Linked DNA regions of Mus musculus: all the other regions are linked to region 1. A link is a contact called in public promoter capture Hi-C data. All regions are on one chromosome and are shown on one strand. Each heading gives the region's core, a stretch centred on a gene start, on an enhancer-like site or on the middle of the called end of the contact. The rest is flanking DNA. Distances are from core to core; before and after follow the strand shown. Region 1 holds the start of Adamts12 (a disintegrin-like and metallopeptidase (reprolysin type) with thrombospondin type 1 motif, 12). Region 2 holds the start of Golph3 (golgi phosphoprotein 3). Region 3 holds the start of Zfr (zinc finger RNA binding protein).

Region 1 (4,002 bases), core at 974-3,473:
CCCTCCCCTGCCCCTCAGTGGAAATCCACAGAGAAATTTCTTCTTCTCTTAAAGAATCAACCACTTGTAAGTGTATTAATGAAGACTGATGGAAAGATTAATGCTTTTAAAAACTGAAGGCATTTTTAAATCGAAATACATCTGCATGATTAATAAGTTTAGTGGACTTTAAAGCTACTTTTGAATATCAATTACTCTCAGCATATCCCCCAAAGGTCACTAGGGAAAAGAGTCACAGCCCACTTTCCAGAGCAACAAGGCAGGCCCAGCAGTGTCTGCTGTACACCAGGATGAATTTTCCCTTACAAATATGCGAAGCAAGCAGAGCTGGAAAGCTCACCCAGGAGAATGTGTCTTTGAAGGAAATCATCTCCGCATGCCCAGGGAAGTGCTGGTGGGCTTTGTTTGTGCTGCCCCAGAACAGGGACCTTTCACAAAGGCACTGTTTTTCAAAGAACAACAAAAGCTGCTATTTTAAACTTGGGGGCTTGAGATGGTATCTGGACCATTTACACAAACAAGTGCTGGCTGATTGACATCTAACCCCAGTGTTTGCCTACTCTGGCTTCCAAGTAAAGCAAAGGGAGAGAGGGATTTTCATCTGGTTGCTCTCTAAGCCACCGCAGAGGAATTCTTAGGCAGCATTTCACTTTGCAGCGTGGGCAAAACACACTGCTAGCAATCCCTTAAACGTGGACAAGTGCGTGTATGCATGTGAGTGTGTGTGTGTGTGTGTGTGTGTGTGTGTGTGTGTGTGCGCGCGCGCGCGCGCGCGCGCACATTATCCCTGCTATTGCTATCATTCTATGGCTGCATGATTTTAAGTAGGATACCTGGCTCAAGAATGTGCTTCATAGTTAAGCTCATAAGGTCCCCAAGTTCCAGTGTCCCCATTTGTAAACTAGGCATGGTAGCCATAGTACCAGAACCCCAGAAGGACATTGTCAGTAGTGGGAGGGGCTGGCAGGCCATCCCGGAGCTCATACACTCCCCATCTCTCCAAGCCTCCCAGCCCCCCTGCTCTGACAACACCTTGAAGTTGTAGTCCTCTCTGAACATGAAACTCTTCTAGGTTCAATTTCAAACAAACAAACAAACAAAGGCAACGGCACCACTTTGGCCTGGGCATTACGGATGAAGATGATGACGACCCCACAACAATACTAATAGGAGGAGTGAATTCCAATATAAACCATCTTCACGGTCTCCCAGTGCTTTCTTTCAGAATACACGCATGCGTCACTAAATTTAGACAGAGAAAAGTCTTTTTTTTTTTTTTTTTTCGAGACAGGGTTTCTCTGTGTAGCCCTGGCTGTCCTGGAACTCTGCAAAGCAAGACAGACAACCGGGAGTCCCCAGGAGGCAAATTTCTCCCCAGTAGGAATGTCATTTGAAAAAAACAAAACCCTAAATCTTTCCAGGAAACCAAAACACAGCCAAGTGTGCTCAGCAGGAGGCCAGAATAAAATTTCTACCTTCCAGACTTAAAATGAAGTTTTAAATGAAGGAAACATTTGCCATGACTGTCCGTGACCAGCTGGGTCTCTTTATTAAAAATAATTTCCCATGTCACAGTCTGCAAAGGGGGGAAGCGGAAAGTGGAGGGGAGGGGCTCGGGGAGCGAGCGTACTCTTGGGTCTTTCCAAGCAGGGTGTCACCCCTGAGTGTGCACCCTTAAGCCCTAGGAGAGAAGGAAATCCGAGCCTGAGCACACAGCAGTTTTCCTTAGACAGGCCAGAAGGCTTAGAGTTCAGCCCTGCCTGGTGGGGGAAGGGAACAGACCAAGTTCCACTGTCCTACTCCACTGTTAGAAAAACAAATAAAGAAAAGCCACTAACCTTGCCTCGGGTCTGGGAAGCGAACCGGCCAGGGCTGAGTTTGTCTCCCGTGGCAAAAAGCCCCAAAATTAATAAGCTGAGCCACGATCGAGAGCTTGGCCAGCCAGCTCCCCCGAGCACATGGCATGGTTCAGTTGTTGGGGAGAAGAAAAGTTTTAAAAGTTTTAGCTCTCAGCTGCAGATATCCAGTCCTCGCCTGTGTCCGCACAGAAAGACGCCCGAGAACATGGTCCAAGCATGGGAAGGGAGCGGCCCGCAAGCTGACCAGGAGGCTCTAGTGGCTTTTTGAAGCCGATGGGACCAGAGAGCTTTTATTCTCTCCCTGTCCTGAAAGGGGAGTGAATGAGCTGACAGCTTCTTCTTCCTGCGGGCCAGAGCATGGACTGGGTCAGAGCCAAGGGGCTCAGCCCACCCCAGATCCCCACCCCTCTGCTTCCCCACCCGACAGGCCTCCAGCCAGCTAACACATTTTCCTTGGGGACGCCCTCCTCCCTCAAGCTCCTCCCTCCGGGCTCAGAGCCTGGGCATGCGGGCCAAATAGGGGAGACCCTAGACAGCTGGCCAGGAAGAAACTAGAGTAAGAGCCGTCAGAGGCTCCTAGGACAACACGCCCCCCCCCCCATCTCCTTTACACAGGATGAAATGTACTTACAAATAGTGAGTTATGGGCCAGAGGGGACCCTACTCAGCATCCTTCTTAGCTCCTCCCAGACCCTGAATGTACCCTATTCTGTCAAGACTCCCCACCCTCTAGCAACCTCTGTGCTCTTCTTCCAGGGCAGGCTAAGATTTCCACTTAACAACTAATAAGCAATTTTTTTCTCTTTGCCAAGTCACACAGGAAATGATCCAAGCTAATCTGCTGTCTTGACCCTGGACAAGTCTCTTCCTCTGCAGGAAGGGGTACGTGGATCAAATGCTTGAGAGGCCTTCTGTGGCTATAGGTCAGTGCCTGCTTTCTTTTCAAATCCTACCCTCTCTCTGTAATACCTCCACCAGCAGCACACTAGCAACATGCAGAAAGATTTCAGCCCCAACAGGGGAAGGCCTTGAGCATAGGCAGTGGCAGCTGCAGCAGTGTGTGTGTGTGTGTGTGTGTGTGTGTGTGTGTGTGTGTGTGTGTGTGTGTATGAGTGTGTGTGTGTATATGTGTGTGTATGAGTGTGTGTGTGTATGTGTGTGTGGTGTGTATGTGTGTGTGTGTGGTGTGTGTGTGTGTATGTGTGTGTATGTGTGTGGTGTGTGTGTATGTATGTGTGTGTGGTGTGTGTATGTGTGTGTGTGGTGTGTATGTGTATGTATGTGTGTATGTGTGTGTGTATGTGTGTGTATGTGTGTGTGTGTATGTGTGTGTGTGGTGTGTGTGTGTGTATGTGTGTGTGTATGTGTGTGTATGTGTGTGGTGTGTGTGTGTATATGTGTGTATGTGTGTGTGTGGTGTGTGTGTGGTGTGTGTGTGTATATGTGTGTGTGTATGTGTGTGTGGTATGTGTGTGTGGTGTGTGTGTGTGGTGTGTGTGTGTGTATGTATGTATATGTGTGTGTGGTGTGTATGTGTGTGTGTGTGGTGTGTATGTGTGTGTGGTATGTGTGGTGTGTGTGTGTGTGTGTGTGTGTGTGTGTGTGTGTATGTGTGTGTGTTTGGAGTATCCATTCAGATACTCACTTTCTCCTCATTGAGAGAATGTCACAGAGCAGGAGTTACCAGGCATCTTGAGAATGATCCAGGATAACCCAGCCAAAATTCTTTACCTCTGGGTTGAAACAAACACCCCCCACCCCCCAGCCCCCCCGCCGCCCTTATTCCATTCAGAAGGAATTTGGCCTCATGTATGGAGGGCTCTTTGGCTGACAGCCAATCACACACCTTCAGCAAGATGTCTGGCTACTAGGTGATCTTGCATTGGGTCAGGGCAGCCACACCATCCCCAGGGACCCAAAATGCAAGGCCCTAGATGGAAAGCCCAAAGGACTCCACACTGGGAAACATAGCTATCAAGACTTTCTGAGGGACACTGGCTCCTGTGTTTTGCTAGTGGAAATTTACAAACTTACTGTCTTAAAACAACACAGATTTATTGTCTTAAGTTCTGAAGATCTGCAACAGAATTCACTGGGCTGAAATCAAGAAGCTGCATTCCTTTCTGGCTGTCTTAAAATCTAT
Region 2 (4,002 bases), core at 943-3,442, 1.3 Mb before region 1:
AGTTGAATGTTGTAGTAGCATTAAATTCAAAAAATTCTTCAGATTATCTTCACGGGAACCAATCACAGAAAAATAACTGGTAACAGCTTTATATTAAAAATTCAGAGTAAGGCTTCTAAAGTAAAAGGTATTTTTCCACCATTGTTTCTCAATGTGACAATACCAAAAATAATTTTTTTTGTTCCGTTGTAGCTTTACCGAGTTCTAGCATACAGAACCAAAATGCTGACCCAGGAATGTAACCTTCATTTTGTTTTTCTTGTACTTCCTAGAAATGTCTCATAATCTGTTTTGTTCCAAAGTAGGGAAGGAGGGAAGGAAAGATAAATGTGTATTACAAGAAGCCTGCTTTCAAAATCTAATTACTTCCTAAGTGAATGCTCTCTAAAATCGCATTGCCACACACTAACATCTAGCTTTTCACTCCACAACTAAAAATGAAACACACACCACCGCATTCCTCATAATAACTGTAATTAAACAGGTACTGTGCCCCTTTCACAGCCTGAGGGCCATTAAGTGTCTTCAAGCTGAATGGTATTAAGGCATCAAGAAGCACTTCCCTGGGTAGTATCTAATATCCGGGAACCACAAACAGTCCCTGGAAAAACTCAGCTCTCTACCGCTGCTAAGTCTGAGGAACTAAAAAACTGTTTTATAGGATGAACTGAGTTTTGTTCTGGTTTGTTTCTTGTCCTCCTTCCTGAATTCTGAAAACGTATTTAAAAACAAGATCCAATACCTTTCTGTCTGACTCTCAAAATGTGTTGTCTAGAGTTTCCACACTGAAACGAAACAAACTTCCGGGCCACCTCATCATACATGATTTATGAAACATCCAATCCTGCAAGTCTGCCCTTAAAAATAATCATCTTTAGAGATGGATGGGTATTAATAAAATCAATCAAACATTAACTACAGAATCCAGACATTTAAAAGACGGACACTTGCACTTTTTCAACTTATATGTGTGAAATTCCTAAATATCTGGGGTGACCTTTCCAAACGTCAGAACACAACTTAAGCCTACCTAAATCTTTGCAGTCTTTCATCAAAGCGCAAACTTGGTATTCCTCCCAGCTCTTCACAAGCCCTCCCTTAAAATGGCAAAACGGAAAGGACGACAGCAGATCTAACCGCAAAACTAACTCATCGCTCGCTCAAACCAAGTTCATCCAAAAAGTAACTTCCTAGGTTTTATATCAACTTAGTATTGACTTTTTAAAACAATACCCAGTAAAAACAACTTTGCTAATTTCTTAACCGCGCGCCGCAACTCAAGTTTTACATAAGAAAGAGGGCCGACAGCAAGTAGATCCGCGAACCTCTCCCGGGTCTTAAAACCTGCAAAAACTCAATACTTGGGAGCCGCGGTAGCCCCGAGTCTTTAGATCTCAACAGTCTTGGGTTGGAGTTGCCATTATTTGCGGCAGACGGCGAAGAAGAAGAAACGCAAAGATCGCCAAGACTTCGGAACTAAGAGTGCTTGTGAGCAGAGGACGGGAAAACCCAAGCGAGCACTTGGTACCGGGAGGATCGGGAGCACTCGGAGCGCAGCCGGAGAGGGCTGACTCCCACACTCCTTGGGACGAGAGGGCGCTCAGGGGCGCGGGGCTCCGGAAGCAGGGACAGGTGAGGCCTCGGCCAGCGCCCACCCGGGCCCCACCTGGAGCCACCCGGGTCCCGCTGCCACCCCGGCTGCCACCCCGGCCGGGGCCGCGGCGCCCGCACCTCTCGGTCCTTGAGGCCCAGCAGGAGCACCTCCTCCATCAGGGTCAGCCGCGTTTCCTTGGAGTCGCCCTTGTCGTCGTCGTCCTGCTCGTCGCGGCGGCTCTGCGCCTCGTCCTCGCCGCTGCCGCCGCCGCCTCCCGCCGCCCGCTCCTTGTCGGCAGCGTTCCGGGAGGCCTCGGTGCGCCGCTGCACCAGGCCCGAGCTCCGCTGGGTCAGCGAGGTCATGGCTCCCGCACAAGAGCCGCGCCGGACCGACAGGGACGCGGGACCGGCCGGCTCTCCCTCACGGCCCCGGCCCCGGGAGCTTCCGTGTTAATTCTTGGAGCTGGGGCGATGTCCGTGGGCTGCGGGGCCGAAGGCGGTCATGAGGAGCCGGAGCTGGGCGAAGCCGGCGGGCCGGGCGTCGATGGGGTACACAAGGGAGCCTTCAGCCCGCGGCTGTGGCCCCCCACACAGCCCAGGAGCCCGAGCGGAGGCGGCGGCGGCGGTGGCGCTTCCCAATATGGCGGCGCGCGCTGACGTCACCGGAGGATGTGGCAGCGCCGGCGCGGGGCGGGGCCGGGGTGCCGGAAGCGGCGCGAGCGGGGGGCGTGGCTAGCCGCCTCCCACTTCGGCGGACACTTGAGCTTCTGGACTCGCTAGTGGCCCTGAGTCTGGAGACGAAAGGTTTGCGATCGGTGACCTGCCCGGCTTTCATCCGCCTCTCAGTTCACTCTAAAGGTCCGGCCTGGCGCCAGCGACCAGTGAGATCTCTCCTGGATCCCAGAAGCCGAGGCCAGGCTAGGGCGGACCCCACTGAGACCTCAGCATCCCTGGGGATCAGCCACTATAGCCCGGGTCCTCACTACCTACGGGGAGGACTTGGCTCTTCGCCTGTGAAACTCCCGAGTTTCAAAAGGAGTCATCTACACTCGGGCGTTTAAAGCTGTTCATGTACTGTGCTCTGGCGTAGAGAGGTTAAACAAATTGACGAATTGTGTTTGTAAAACTTTCCTACCTCCGACTGCGGCTGTAAAGTGGTCAGGGCGCACTGTACTGTTAGGACAGCCGACCTTAGGATTCTTTTATAGCGACAGTAAACCTCTTGAGTTTCATGCCACGTCTTTGTAGCCCTAAATCTATTTTCGATGTAATTACTAGGTTCAATCCCTTTGGCAGTTTGTGCAAATCAAGTTAAAGGAAAAACTGCCAAACCTGAGAAGGGTTTGGAGAAGTAGAAGGGCGGGTCTTATGAGAAAACATTATCCAAAAACGGTATCGTAGGTCTGTCCAGTATTATTTAAAATAAACAGTAACCATACGCAGTGAGTAAGCCAGGTTTAGACAGAATATTCCCCGCGCCCAAATACGTTGTCTCAACTCCTACGGGGACAGTAAGTCCCAGTAGGTCCTCCCACCCACAGCCCCAAGCTACCTTCCCTTTTTCCTGAAAAAAAAAAAAAAAAAAAAATGTGTCCTCAGCCAGTTTCTCCCATTCACGTCACCTTTTTGTTCCTTCACCTTTCTGGTCATTCTTTGCCAACTGACTTTAAATGTCCTTTGTAAATTAAATGGTTATTTAACTCAGAAGGTTAAATCCAAAAAGCACAAAGCTGTGCGTACAGGCTCTGCCTGTTCGGCTAGTTGCTCCTGTCCCTGCGGAGATTTTTTTTTTTTTTTAAATGGGGTAAGATGTGAAGCTTCGTTGGGGAGGTAGTCAGTGGGCACAGTACTTGAGGACAAATTAGAAACTGGCATCTGGGAGGCAGAGGCAGATTCCTGGAGGCTTCCTTGCCAGTGAGCCTCGCCACATGGGCAAGCAAATGGGTAAGTGCCTAGGTCCCAATAAGAAGCCTTGCCTCAGAAACAGTGTGAGGGCCCAGCGAATGGCTCAGTGGGTCAACAGCTTGCTGAGCTAGCGTGAGGACCAAAGTTCAAATCCCAGCACTCATGAGCACCAAGTACATTCCTGTAATAGCAGCCTTAGGAAGCTAAGAAAGACAGATCCTGGAAGCCTGTGAAACAGTTAAAGAGGATGCCTGAGGTCAACGTCTGGCCTCTACAAGTTCATGAACAGGTAAGAACAGCAGACATAAAACACACACTAGATAGATAGATAGATAGATAGATAGATAGATAGATAGATAGATAGATAGATAGATGAGATAGGAGCAGTACCTAAGGAATGATCACAATTTGTTATTTGCTTTGGTTTTGAGGGCTTTTTGTTTGTTTGTTTTTTAGTTTTGGAAACAGGGTTTATCCTGCCTCTGCCACAAGCTGGGACTAAAG
Region 3 (4,002 bases), core at 439-2,938, 1.1 Mb before region 1:
AGGAAACTCAAAAAATATGTCCCAAATGTCATAAAAAATCACAAAGATACTGTTACTAAAATTTTGTTTTCCAATGAGCCTCTTTTAAATACATGACTCTCCTAAGGTAAATGGGATGAAAAAGCTATCTGAATTTAACCATGATCCTAAATATGCTAAGGCACACATAAAACTGTATGCTTACTGCATGAACCAAGCGACTAGCTGTCTTACTCTGATTCATGACGGTCCAATAAATACAGGGTTTTGCCTCTTGTTTCTGCGATAAGATGTATAAGGAATTACAGCTACTTTAGCAATGACAGCTATCTGGAGGTAGAGGATTCATCCCAGGCACCACAACTACTCGGTATACAGTCACTGGCATTTTCTTTTTCCCCGGGCGGGGCGAGGGGCAGGGGGGAAGACCTCAAAGGAGAACCACCGGTCCACTTGGAGCCGTCCTCAATGGCTCCAAAGGCTACACACGCATCATCTACCCTAGGAACTTCGCACATCTTTTTCGGTCTAACAGCTAAACGATTCACAGGTGGTTGGCATATTAACATCTCCGCGAGCAAGAAAACCCAAAGGGAATGAGATGGAGGCGATGACGCTGGCAAAGTGGCAGTTAATCTGAGGGGCTGGGGGCAGGGGGGTGGTTGGTGGCGTCGGGGACCCAGGGCCAAGGGAAGGTACCGACAAAGACCTGCTGTGTGATCTGGGCTCCGGGGGCGTCGCGGTAGAGGCCGCTGACTCCGCACTCCGCGCGAGGCCCCTCGGCTCACTCTCTCTCCATTCCCCGAGCCAAAGGGAAGATAAGAGGTGGGGGGGTGACAGGGTGGAGGCGGGGACCCGGGAAGCCGAGGGGCCGCAGCGGGCGGCTCGGCTCCGCTCCAAGGCCGCGGGAGGCCATTTTACCTCCGGGGCCGTCCAAGGCCCTCCACGTCCCCAACCCCTCCGCAGTCATCCCTCCCCCGTCTCGGCCCCTCCGGGGGCCGCTGTCCGCCGGAGCCGGAGGCCGAGTGCGACACGGCAGGGAAGGGCGGGTGTGGGGAGGGTGCGGGGGGCTCCCGGCCGCGCCTGCCGCGGGGACCCGGGCTCTCGGGGCGGTGCGGCGGGGGCGGGGGCGGATGCGGCCGCGGGGCCGGAGCGTCGGCGGGAGCCGGACCGCGGGGCGCGGAGGGAAGAGGAAAAAGGGAGAAGGCGGGGAGCCGTTACCTATACTGGGCCGCAGCCGCCGCCGCCGCCGCCCCGCTGTGGGTGAATCCAAAGTAGTTGCCGGTCGCCATTTTGGCATCTTCCCCCAGCCGGCTGGGCACTGCGGCGGGCACGGAGAGTCAGGTCCCATGGCGGGAGGGCAGCCGTCAAGGGGTCGGGGTGCCGAGGGATGGCAAGGGAGAGAAAAGGGGCCGTGAGAAGCCGCCCTGGCCGGCGGGGACCGCGGCCGCGCCGCCGTCCGCCTCCCTCCCCGCACTCCCTCACTCACTCGCACGCCCGGGTGGCGGCCGCCGCCTCCTCCCCGGAGCTGGCCCCAACCCCCGCGCCTACCCGCCGCCCAGGGCCGGGGCAGGGCATGGCAGAGGCCTCCACGGGCCACATTTAGACTCACCATAGGTGAAAGAAACTACAGGGCATATGGGAATCATGGGCTCGGGCTGCTGCTGCTGAACTCTGAACTCTCACCCGCTGCCTCCCTCCTCTGCCCCACTCCTCCTCAGCGGAGAACAGACCGCCGCCGCCGGCCGCACCGCGCAAGCGCGCTAGTGCGATGCATCCTGGGAGATGTAGTCCTTACGCCCCGCGCCAACCCCCCCACCCCCCACCCGGGGGCTGGCGCAGGGCCCCCCGAGGAGCGGATTTCTGGGGTGCGGATGTGGGGTTCTCTCGTGGGACTACGGGCCCGGCCTTATCCTAAGCGATGGTGACTCGCACCCGCTGCAGGGAGGCTACAAGGCGGAGGAAGAGCGCCTCGCTCGGCCGCGGGGGAGTCGGGCAGCGTGACCAGATAGCGTGACGTCTGTTGGCCTTTTCGCCGCCTTACTTTTTCACCGGTTTCCTTTACTTTTGCGGCTGCGTTTGTTCTCTCTTTCAGCCCTCCTCTCTCCTTTAATTTCCATTAACATTTGAGCTGGCCTAATTCCTGTTGCTTGTCACTGGCCTTTGGAAAGGGGAGGAGACAACGATGGGGGGGAAAAGAGCAGAGGAAGTGCTGCACCAAGCATCTGCCCAGAACCCTGCCTGTCACAGGGGTCACACATTTTGCCAAGACCCCGCCCCACCTCACAGACAAGGAGCCTTTCAGGGTCATGTTGGCGGCCCCCAACAAGGTGTTGGGCGTTGTAGATGCCAGAAACGAAACGTGACATGTTGTAGGAGCAAAACAAAATCCCTGTTCACATGGAATTTTTGTTCTGGGAAGTCTTATGACACACTAGAGCCAAAAACATAGAAAATGTGGTGGGTGGGACTGGAGTATTAGGAATAAAAACAGGACAATGAAGATAAGGGGAGTTCGGGCGGTTAGGGCAAGCCCTGGAATAGAGACCTGACAGAAGCAAGAAAACCACCCAGGTAGCTACCTGGAGGAAGGGCAGTGGAGAAGTCTATAGAGTATCAAGGAAGTCACTCTGGCTAGAACTGAGTGCGGGGATGACCAGTTCAAATGTCTTTGTGAGAGTCTTAGATTTCCTGGGTAGAGGGGCATACACCTATAAATCCCATCATTGGAGAGGCTGAGACAGGAGGATTTCCCAGAGTTCTAGACCTGCCTACACTACAGAGGGAGACAGTGTTTCAAAATAGAAACTACCCACCTATTCACTCCTTACCTGAGCTTCAAAAGAGTGCCAGGTCTCCCTGGGTCAGGATCAATACTTTATAAATAGTTCTTTACTGCATGCAACTGTGTCTTCATTACAGATGCTTTAGTGTTATCTCTGTATTGTCTCAGGCCATTTTCAGTCACACCTCCCCCACCTCCACCCCCCCCCCCCCCGCCCATTTCTTTTCTACTGCTAGGGATGGAGCTGAGATGACCTGAGCTAGCGATCGTTCTCTCTCTCTCTCTCTCTCTCTCTCTCTCTCTCTCTCTTCTCTCTCTCTCTTTCTCCTTTAGTTAGGGTCTTGCTGGCTGACCTGGAGACCTGGCACTCACTATACTGCTTCCGCTGGGCTCTCCCTCCCCTTCCATCCCCTCTCCCAGCCACTCCTGGACTGATTTCTGTCGTCTTGCTCTTACCCTGCCTCCACCAAGGCCTAGGAAGCGCTGCACCTCACCTCTCACCTGCCTCGTGGCCATCCAGCAGCCCCCTGCTGCTTATCTCTTAAGTCTGATGAGCCTTAAAACAGTCAGAGTGAATCAGAACTCACCCGTGGAAATCAGCGCTTTAGTCTACCTAAGGCAAACATTGCCTCAGTCCCCACTGGCGTCAACCCCCACACCTCCTACAACAGTACAGGTTCTGAGAACCTGCCTGGTTTGTCTTTTTTCTCATTTCAAAGGGAAAATGTAGGGCTTTGGGGGAAAATCAGTGTCATTGTTTTCGAGAACACTGATGGTTCCCAATTGTGTTGCTAAGGGGGAAAAAAATCTCCTACATATGGGGCATTAGAACTGTGTTGAAAAGGTGACTTGCCTTGAACTTCACGGAACAATGAAGTCTCTAGGCTAGCTAAGCAGCCAGCTGCTTCCATAAGCCTCACCACTAGTAAGCTATTTGCATTAAATGGGAGGAGAAGAGTCGGGTGGCAATTGTTGATTTCTGTTAAGGGCTGGCTTTCTGTTTGGCTGCTTGTCTTGAGAGGATAGAGTTACAGTGTTGATAACTTACACTGAACTGAAGTAGAAACTGGCTTCTTGGTGGTGATGGTCCTTCGGGGTGTGACAGGCTAGCCTATAGTAAGTACTTTAGCTTGCCCTCACCTTGTTTAGGAAAGATGTTTGGAGCAGACTGAAAGAAAAAAAAAAGATCTGGGTCTTGGGGGAGCTAGCAGGGGGATATTCTGATTAATGTTATTTAA

Evidence for each region. Promoter capture Hi-C pulls out the DNA fragments that hold promoters and counts their contacts.
Region 2: a contact with region 1 is called in a promoter capture Hi-C map of the 3T3-L1 cell line, with 3 times the contacts expected there. The contact joins the promoter of Golph3 here to the promoter of Adamts12 in region 1. A contact is called at or near these places in 2 of 39 promoter capture datasets (the 3T3-L1 cell line and hippocampal neurons).
Region 3: a promoter capture Hi-C map of liver shows a contact between it and region 1, with 5 times the contacts expected there. The contact joins the promoter of Zfr here to the promoter of Adamts12 in region 1. A contact is called at or near these places in 3 of 39 promoter capture datasets (the 3T3-L1 cell line and liver) and 1 of 115 datasets of contacts at active chromatin or transcription factors (astrocytes).

Annotation. Positions count from the first base shown.
Region 1 is chr15:11,062,994-11,066,995 of GRCm38.p6, reverse strand. Adamts12 (a disintegrin-like and metallopeptidase (reprolysin type) with thrombospondin type 1 motif, 12) reads right to left here and starts at 2,223. Exons shown (of 24, transcript NM_175501.3): 1 at 1,839-2,223. The coding sequence starts at 1,965.
Region 2 is chr15:12,319,686-12,323,687 of GRCm38.p6, reverse strand. It overlaps Golph3 (golgi phosphoprotein 3), which reads right to left and starts at 2,192. Exons shown (of 4, transcript NM_025673.2): 1 at 1,732-2,192. The coding sequence starts at 1,956. It overlaps Gm52210 (a long non-coding RNA gene), which reads left to right and starts at 3,110. Exons shown (of 2, transcript XR_003951630.1): 1 at 3,110-3,787; 2 at 3,955-4,002.
Region 3 is chr15:12,115,537-12,119,538 of GRCm38.p6, reverse strand. It overlaps Zfr (zinc finger RNA binding protein), which reads right to left and starts at 1,688. Exons shown (of 20, transcript NM_011767.2): 1 at 1,592-1,688; 2 at 1,201-1,300. The coding sequence starts at 1,628.